Linked DNA regions of Anser cygnoides: region 2 is linked to region 1. The links are chromatin contacts, called in public Hi-C maps. All regions are on one chromosome and are shown on one strand. The core of a region is the stretch at or near the end of the contact, and the rest is flanking DNA. Distances in the headings are between cores, read along the strand shown.

Region 1 (4,532 bases), core at 387-2,886:
CACAACCCGAAATGGGGCAGAATATCCTCCAAGTTCCTAGGCTTTTTCTCCTGCTAACCGCATAGGATTGGCTATAAAATCTATAGGGACAATGCTTTATAGCAAGGAGAAGTCGTTTCAGCCCACGCTCCTGAGCAGTGGTCTTCAATTGTGAATTTTTTAAGCTAAGTGGTGTGCTGAATTTCTGCCTTCTATCTGAGCTAGAGTAGAAGGAAAAAACAAATAAATTCTGATTTTTTTTCATTTACCGAGCCACGCTGCTCCCTGCTAAAATCAAGAGACGTTACTGTTGGCACAGCAGGCTTAAACTCACTACTGTGTTTTGCATCTTTTAATAAAGGAAGAAAGTGATTGAATGAGATTGTCTGTTAGTTGCCTTGGATCAGCAGTTTCTTCTTTGTAGTGATGCAACAGATTGTTTTCCGAATAATACAGTAAGAATAGGCTCAGCGTGCAAAGCCCTGTAAACCATCTGAAGAAAAAGCTGTGGCCTTTTTTTCCCTGCTTGCTTCCAAGCCAGTAGCTGCTTCTAATATTCCTGTATCCAATATGAGCACAGTGCTGTGCCTAGCACACATCTAATGTTTGTCAAGGGCTCTAATTGTTTGTTAGGAGAAAGGGACGTTGAGGAGAGCAGAGGGAAAACAATACAGGAGGAGGGATAGTCTTGTGAGGAACTGCCTGGGCTGTGTTTTGGGGCAGTTTGGTTCATTTCCTGGCTCTGCTATGTCCTTCTCACGTGATCTTGGGAAAGTCTCCTAATCTGCTTCTCAGTGCAGTAAGAGGCACCGTCTTGTCTCTTGTACATAGTATGTGTCAAGTAAATACCTATAGTCTGTGCTAATATATACCTATAGAGTGTAGTAAGGTGATAAAGCAAGAACCGATTCTGTAAACAGTTGTGATGCCCAGGGCACAGGGTCCTGGTTTCACAGCACATCAGTTACATAGCAAAGCCCAAATGAATTCTGCCCTTCTAATTCGTGACAATGTTCATTTTCTGAATGCTGACTTTGGGTAGATGCTTATTTTTAGCTTGTATATGAGTGTGTACCAGAATGAAAGGGGAGGCTTTCCCACACCAAGCATTTTGTTTTCCATATAAATGCCTGTCGCATAATATTACGGACAAGTAAAGGCTTCTTACTGCTCATAAGGTGTTATGGTAATCCTTCACGGAGTCCTTTTAATGAATAAACTAGGAACGCTTCATGAGTCGTTTATTAAGGGTTAATGATGTATCTTCTCTCTTTGGCATCATTCCCAGCCTAAATCAAGCCTGCTTCATCTCATATGGATATGAAAGACAAACTGTACAGATTGAAAACATCTGTATACTGAGTGAATGAACCACATGGCAGCAGTGTCATGCAGAGATTTACTTAAAACTGTCCCCTTTTGTTTGACTTTAGAGGAACAGCACAAATAAATACAGTAGGTTCTGTTTAAACAAAGAGGACTCTGATCAATAGAGGTTTGTATAGCTTACGACCTTCAACTATAAACAAAAAATTGGGGTAAACCCCACATGTCTCAGGTCAATTGCCATCTTATTTACTTTATTACACCACTAATGTTCTAATCTGCCTTACATATGAAATGCTTTTCACAAGCAGCCTTACTTTGCTTCTCCATTTTTGCCAGAGATAAAAGGAAAGTTGTGTTTGCTGTTCAGAGCAACCTGTGAGTGTGGCTCTGAGGGTGCTGTGAATTTTGCGTATCGGTGTAAGCAGAGGTCAGACACACCAGTTCAGGCAGATTTCGAATTCCAGTAGATTTTGGTTGAGGTTTCCAGTAGCTTTCTGTGTTTTGGGAGGGGGGGTTCAAGCATCCACAAAGAAAATCAAAATGGTTTGTGGCTCACCATAACCAAAGCTGTGCACAAGAAACAGAGGAGAGGCAGTGCTAGATAGAAAGTGCTAACTCTGTTCGGTCTGCAAGCAGAGGTTATCCCTTCTGCACAGACACTTGAAAACATTTGCAAATATCTGCTAGAGACTGACCCTAACTGTGAGTTTTTATTATTATTTTTGTTACTGTCTCCCAGCAAGATTAAGTAATTCCAAATACTGAGGGGATGACTCTCCTGCATGTGTTCTGTCCTCATATCTCCACATAACTAACATAAATTGTAATTATTTTGTTTTCTGGCACATTTTATAATTTTCTAGAGGGGGGAGGCTATCACCATATCTTGTTTCTGGCCATCTTTATCTTCCCTGTCTAACTTCTAATCCATGTGGTTGATGTTAACAGAAGACAAAAAAAGGGAAATTGTGGGGAAGATTTGCATATACAAGTTCATGAAAACAGGCAGCAAGGAAGAGAAGGGCCCCAGCCATGCCTTCCCCAATGGATACCACAACATGAGCCCTCACCAGGCAGAGGTGCCAGTCTAGGTACACGAAGCCACGAGAAACTAGATTTATTAGCATTGCTGCTCAGACAGTTATTCAGGTGTTTTTCTTTGCTGGGGGCATTCCTGTTCCTATTGACTCTACTATTTTCAACTTCAGCCTTATCTGCTGTGATCTAAGAAACGCTTCACTCCTGCTTCAGGTGCATTTTGTTGTAGAACTCAAATACTTTGGTGGGCAACAGAGGGGTGAGTACCACTGGGTATGTCTTTCCTCAGAGCTTTGAGAGATCCGGAGAGAGATTTCTGGAGATTGGCTTTGAATTATTTTATTTTATTTTTTCAGTTTAATAAAAAAGGAGCACCCAGACTGCTCACCTATCTGAGATCTTGTTCCACTAGCCAGGTGGCTTTTGATCCATGAAGCAGCGTCTCAGCTGCATACCTCACTGGAAGAAAATCTTACAGACATTGAAGTTTTGCAACTGAACAGTTATGCGCTTGTCTTGCTTCCAGCATTTCTTCACAGTCCCCGTTTAGGCCCAGAAACTAGAGCTGCAAGTTCTAGTCTCAGCAGTAACGTCTCCCCCGTCATTAAATAATTGAGTTAGTTCTGCAAGCTCCAACCCAAGGCAGAGACACTACCTCATAGCTGGTGGGTCGCTGGCAGCAGGTTTGACAAAACCCTTTGAGGGTGGCTAGTGGAGGCTCTTTCCTGGCAGGTTCAAGCTTGGTTTGTTAGGTCAGTGGGGAGACAGACGGGGCGAACCACGCTGCTCCCTTGCCAACCCACGCTGGCCGAGGTTGGTTACATTTTGGCTGTACCTTTCAGTGCAGCATTAGGAAGACAGAAGAAGAGCCTGTGGTCCTTCGCTGAGTAAGAGAAGCAAATTGAGGTATTGGAGTCCTCAGGAGATGCTGTTTTGCTGCCCTCTAGGCAAAGATTAAAGCTTAAAATGTGGAAGTTAAAGAAAACGCTGTCCTGGGCACACCAATGCAAAGCAAGAGGTTGAGAAGGTAGGAATAATTCTTGTGGGACTTCATTAAGGTGTGAATATAAGATCTCTAAGAGATCTCCGGGCTCAGATAAGCGGGATCCAGTGGTGTACAACAAAGAATTATCAGGAAAGGCATCATAATTACAAAGTACTTTTATATTAAAATGATGTCATGTAATAGGTTGAAGAACAAAAAATATATAAGCCGTGCAGATCTTCTTTATCTAAATAATTGTTTTCTTATGCATTATGCAGCAAACTTCTCATATAATTCCTGCCCTTTAATGGTAAACCTTATTAAATAAAGACTTTGAAACTATTTTAACATTTCAGTAGTATATTTCATCTTGAGGATGCATCACTGAAATGCTACAGGGAAGCATGGAAATACAGAACAGCTTAGAGAATGAAGGTTTAATAGGGAATGTGTCATTACAGGACTCCATAGCAAATATATAACCTCCTTTAAAAGTGTATGAACTATTGTATGGAGGATCAGATTTTTTTAAACGATCAAATATATAATGGTGTGACATTGAACTTTCAGGATTTTCTCATAGGTCTTTGTTTTCCTTAGATCTGTTCCCTGAGGAAAGTTCTTTACTTCTCTCATGTGAAGAATAATACTGAGATCTGCCTATGGAAAACTACGTTCTAGGAAGAAGAATCACAAAGAACTTTGCTTTTAGACTTTCCTTTAAGAGGTCCACGCCATGATAAGCAAAATGAAATGAAATGGAAGATGAAAGGTAATCAGGAGTGAACCAATGTTTGCAGTGGTTAGACCACAAGCTCTAAAGCTTTATGATCAGTCTGTGTGTGTATCGCAGCAGTTCCTAGGAAGACATTTTCACAGGTCATATGTTACAAAAACAAATAAACAAAGAAAACCCAATGAGATAAAAATAATAGTTGATCCAGAAGTGTCTGAGTCTCATCCCCTAAATCAAAGCAGATGCAATGACCTTAGAAACAAGTGGTCCTTGACTGCTGCCCACACAAAGCAGAAAACATCAAGGATGTGAAAAATGAGTTCCTGTTACTTGTGAACCAAAACACGTTATTGCATTGTGAGTGTTTCTTCCTTCTTTGCCAAATTATCTTCCTGGCGTATCAGAATCGGTGAACCTCTTGGAGATTGTTTGGAAGATACCACCACACAGGAACTCAGTCTTGTC
Region 2 (4,252 bases), core at 1,226-3,725, 160 kb after region 1:
CAGCCCAAACCAGTGCTGGCAGGGCTGGTGTCCCAGTGTCCCGCTGCTGCGGCTCCGTGGTGGGGCACCCCTGTCAGACAGACCCAGCCCTTCTGGCACCCCCCCCGGAGAGCCTGGCAACCTGCCCTTTTCTCTTGGTGGTGAGCAAAGGCATGAATGACTCCCACGTGTTCTGGGGCAGTGTCAGCAGGATCAATAGACATACCTAACATAGGCAGTGTCCCAAAATAGGTCCTGCGTCCTGCCAGCATCTTGCCCATGTCCTTAAGTTCCATGTCCTGGAGGCAAACACCTGACACCCCCGCGGGACACCAGAGTCTTTCCATTCACTTCAGCAGGTTCACAACTTCATTCTGCACGACAGTCCCACCAGTTCTAAAGGGACTGTCCACTGGGCACAGTTGCACTCTGCGAGTCAGAAGCTGTGCTTTGTATTTTTAGCATTTACCTAATGGTCCTCAGGGGAAAGCATACATTTTTCCCTTGCTCCAAGGGCATGGTCGGACATGTTGCTCTGCCTGTAGCTGCTCAGGGTCAAGTTGTTACAGGCCCTGGACCATTTTGGCCAGGTGCTGCACCTCCCTGCATCCAGGGCTATGGACAGAGAGGCGGATGCTCAGCTAATTTCTCTCTGGGAGGACAGCTCCCAGCCCTTTGCATGCAAACCATGAAGGAGCCCATCAAAACAAGCAGCTGGGGTGACGTGCTCCCTCCCTGGTGTGGGCTGAGGCACAATTTCATCCTCTGGGCTCAGAGAGAAGGTTTTGCTGCTGAACATAATTAACAGCATCTGAATTTGGTGCAGTGGGACCTAAACCATCCCTGACAGAGTGGGGTGATTGGCATTAGATCTTTTGATTTCTCCAGAGGCGTCATAATATTTTAAACTTATTATTAATTACAAATGTATTAATCTCTGAATAGTATTAACAGTATTTCCAAATATTATAATTTCATCCTATCTGAACCCACTGGGAAAAAAAGTCGCTTTGGATGAACTGAACAACTTTATAGACAGTGTGCTTTATAACCAGATGGATTTTCCCCAGTTAGTCCCATTTCTGTCTAATATTGGGGGAAGATTAAAGATATTGAATCAATGGCTGTAAAAGCTCGCATTAAAATTTTGCAGTAAATGAGAAGAGGAAAATTTCCTTAGAGGCATAAATTGTAGTAACTGGAATGCATGCAACTTATTTTTAGTATTATACTGACAGTCACCCTTGAAAGTCTTTTTTTTCCAAAATGTTTTCTTTTCTTGGATAGAAAAAAAAGAAAAATAAAATGACCTCTAATATTTTGAAATATACAACTAATTACAGTAGGGAGTGATCCTGATCCCACTGAAGTCAACTGCGGCATTCTTTATGACATTGCAGGATTGTGCTGCTATTAAGAAATAATAAGGAAATGAGATACTTTAAAGAGAGGGTTTCAAAATGAACTGGCTCTGTTGCCCCTTTTGTAAAAATACCTTAGAGCCACTTTTATCAAGTCAAAAGGTTCATTGAAAAGAGAGAAATTAAAAGATGCCGCTCATCGAGCCTGGCAAAACATGAAGTTCGCAATAAATATCTCCCGAATCCAATTATAACATTCAAATCAAGGAGAAAAAAAATCATGAAATATAATGAAAGCTTTCTTTCTACTGAAAAAGTACACTTCATGTGTCCAGACCTAAGGGAATTTCGAAGTCAGCATTATAGTGGGGAAAAAATGTAATGTAAATGAGAGTGAAATAATCAAATTTTTCTGGTGGAAATAAGTGCGGCTGTTTGATGTAATTTTGACACACAGCATAATTTCAGCATCAACACTGAAGTTTAAAGGATCAGTGTGTCTTCATGAGATTTATATACAGAAAAGCCGTTCAACGGGAAAATCTAAATCAGACTTCAGTATGCATATTGGGCCCCACTAAGATCGAAAGCCTTGCATTATATTAGTTGCAAATAGAAAGATAGAGATGACCCTTTTTCAGTAATTTCTAGGCACCCTTTCCACTTGAAAATCCAGCATGATTACGGTATATAAATCACAAGAAATGTGTGAATGTTTTCGTGCTCACAAAATCAAACATTTGTTTTATGCCTCTAACTCCAGCTAAACCATTTACAGATGCACACAGTTTTCTGCAGCGAGTTACACAAGGCTCATGTGCCCATGTTTATTGCAGATGTCATTTTTAAAATCACAGGGATATATTCCAAACAATTAAAACAATTAAAGCAGGGCATGTCTTTGGCATTTTACTAAATCTTGTAGCCTGCATGAAATACATTTGTAAATTTGGGTTCATTTCCAAATCAAGACAGATTCACACACCCTCACGGCCAGACCCAGCACGAGAACCAACAATTAAATGAAGCCTGAGATCCAGTCCAAAGGAGGCATACACTCAATTTAATTTTTAAATACCTTAATTAATAGTTTCAGTTAAAGCAAAGAAGTGAAAATGGATCAAACTATGTAAACATTGGTTAGAAAAATACACTCTCCAGCCAAAGCAGTGGAGAAGTGCTTTTAAGAAGAATGGTCTTTAAATTTAATTTAAACCTGGTTTTCTAACTTCGGTGAAAGCCCAGTTCAGACAAGGCTCAAGCCTCTTTTACGCCACATAGAATTACTGAGATTTGCTGAGAGTTTATTTATCCGAGGCTGTGTTTCACTCTGCAGTCATCATTTTCTCTCTGCTGTCAGCGTGTTGTTACCTTTCGGCAGCTCAGAATTCACTGAGAGCCTCAGTATGTTTTGAAGCTGAGTTTAATCGCCAATGGGAGCTGTACGAATGCTACAAAACATTGTTCACAAATATTTACCGGAATTTTGAAATGAATTGGGGGTAGACTCCGCTATTGCACTTCTCATGTTTGCTTTCTGCAAACATTCAGGTTCAAGTTCTTATTGACACGGCTGTGATGGATGGAAACCCTTACATAAGTCCCAAGGCCAGGAGCGTGCTTTGGTGCCGGAGCAATCGGGGAGGAGAAACAACACCACGTGCCTTATCCGGCCAGTGAGCGATCACAAGCAGCCCTCAAATAACGGAAGGAAACAATTCCTGATTTGTTGGCAGTTCCTGAGTTCCAGAGGGGCAAAATGACAAAATTCAGAAAACTTGCCTCTTTGTTCCGGAGAATGTCTATATACAGAGAACAGGGCTTTCCTTCCTCAAAAAGTATTCTTAGCAAAATTTTTGTTGGTTCTTAAGCCTAAGCTTAAATGAAACAAGATTAAAACCATTTGAAAGAGGTTGAGAATGTCATTTTTAAGAAAGCTTTTATTTATTGTGCAGTATATTTATGCAACTATATAAACTGTAGTTTGAAGTTCCTGCTTCAGTGAGGACAGTGAACTGGCTGCAAATTTCCTGCTTTACAGTTAACTTCCAAGATCTTAACTGTTTGGTTAAAACAGCTGACCTTTACCTTTGCTGTTGTTCTTTCTTGGTTTGTTTTAATCTGATTATGTTAATAAAAAAGTAGAACAATGAAGACAAATTGTAGGTGAGGAATATGGATATAGGGTCACATTACGTGTTACCATGCAGCACTTTAGGAAATTGTCTCTGACATCCACTCCATCGGCACTTCTTGCTGGTATGATAAACTTTGTGAGTTTGTGCCTAAATTTTGGCCTAGTTGTATCACATGAAGTCAGGTTTTGGGGAGGAAATCCACTGTTGGTGTCTTTTTGTGGAGTTCGTGACTGGTCACTGTGACACTGGTCATTGTTCCAGCCTCCCTGGTGCTTCCATTTAAAGGCCAACAAGCTCTGCATGAACATCTGCAGAACATCTGCAGAAACCACAAAATATATAAAAATCTTTACAATGAAGAACATTTTTTTTTCTGATAATATTCAGGGAAACCAAACAGCCATCCTTTATGTCAGAGCTGGAGCTAGCTAGCTAGCTAGACAAGATAGTTATTTAGCTAGCTAATTAGTTAGTTAGAGGCCCCTTTTCAGCAAGGTTTAAGGAACTGAGATGTGGTGTGGCAGGGGAATTTGGGTAGTCCTTGTGCTCCTTGTAGTGTATTGATGTGTATTGATTGTGATTCTCAGGAAACTCTAATGCTATGGAAGTCAAAGGTGACTCTCACTGACTGCAGCAGAGCTAGCATTTCTCTTTATATCCTCTTCAGACCATAACTATCTTTCACTGTTGTTAGTATATTCAGAAGAGATGCAAAAACACAATGGGAGATTACATCCTTTTCTTGGGAAACAAGCAAACATTTTGGGTTGTAGA

The links. Hi-C and Micro-C count contacts between places; a contact is called where the count stands out from the background.
Region 2: a contact with region 1 is called in a Hi-C map of liver, with 4 times the contacts expected there. The contact joins two enhancer-like sites. A contact is called at or near these places in 2 of 7 Hi-C or Micro-C datasets (both in liver).

Annotation. Positions count from the first base shown.
Region 1 is chr12:5,972,880-5,977,411 of Taihu_goose_T2T_genome, forward strand. No RefSeq gene overlaps it. Among named protein-coding and RNA genes, the nearest start is that of MAF, 110 kb to the right of the region's middle. Within about 2 kb of position 1,637, at least 2 of the 3 cell types and tissues checked have open chromatin away from gene starts, as enhancers often do. A contact at or near this core is called in liver, where this site is marked.
Region 2 is chr12:6,131,731-6,135,982 of Taihu_goose_T2T_genome, forward strand. All of the region lies in intron 2 of MAF (MAF bZIP transcription factor), which reads left to right. Among named protein-coding and RNA genes, the nearest start is that of MAF, 53 kb to the left of the region's middle. Within about 2 kb of position 2,476, at least 2 of the 3 cell types and tissues checked have open chromatin away from gene starts, as enhancers often do. A contact at or near this core is called in liver, where this site is marked.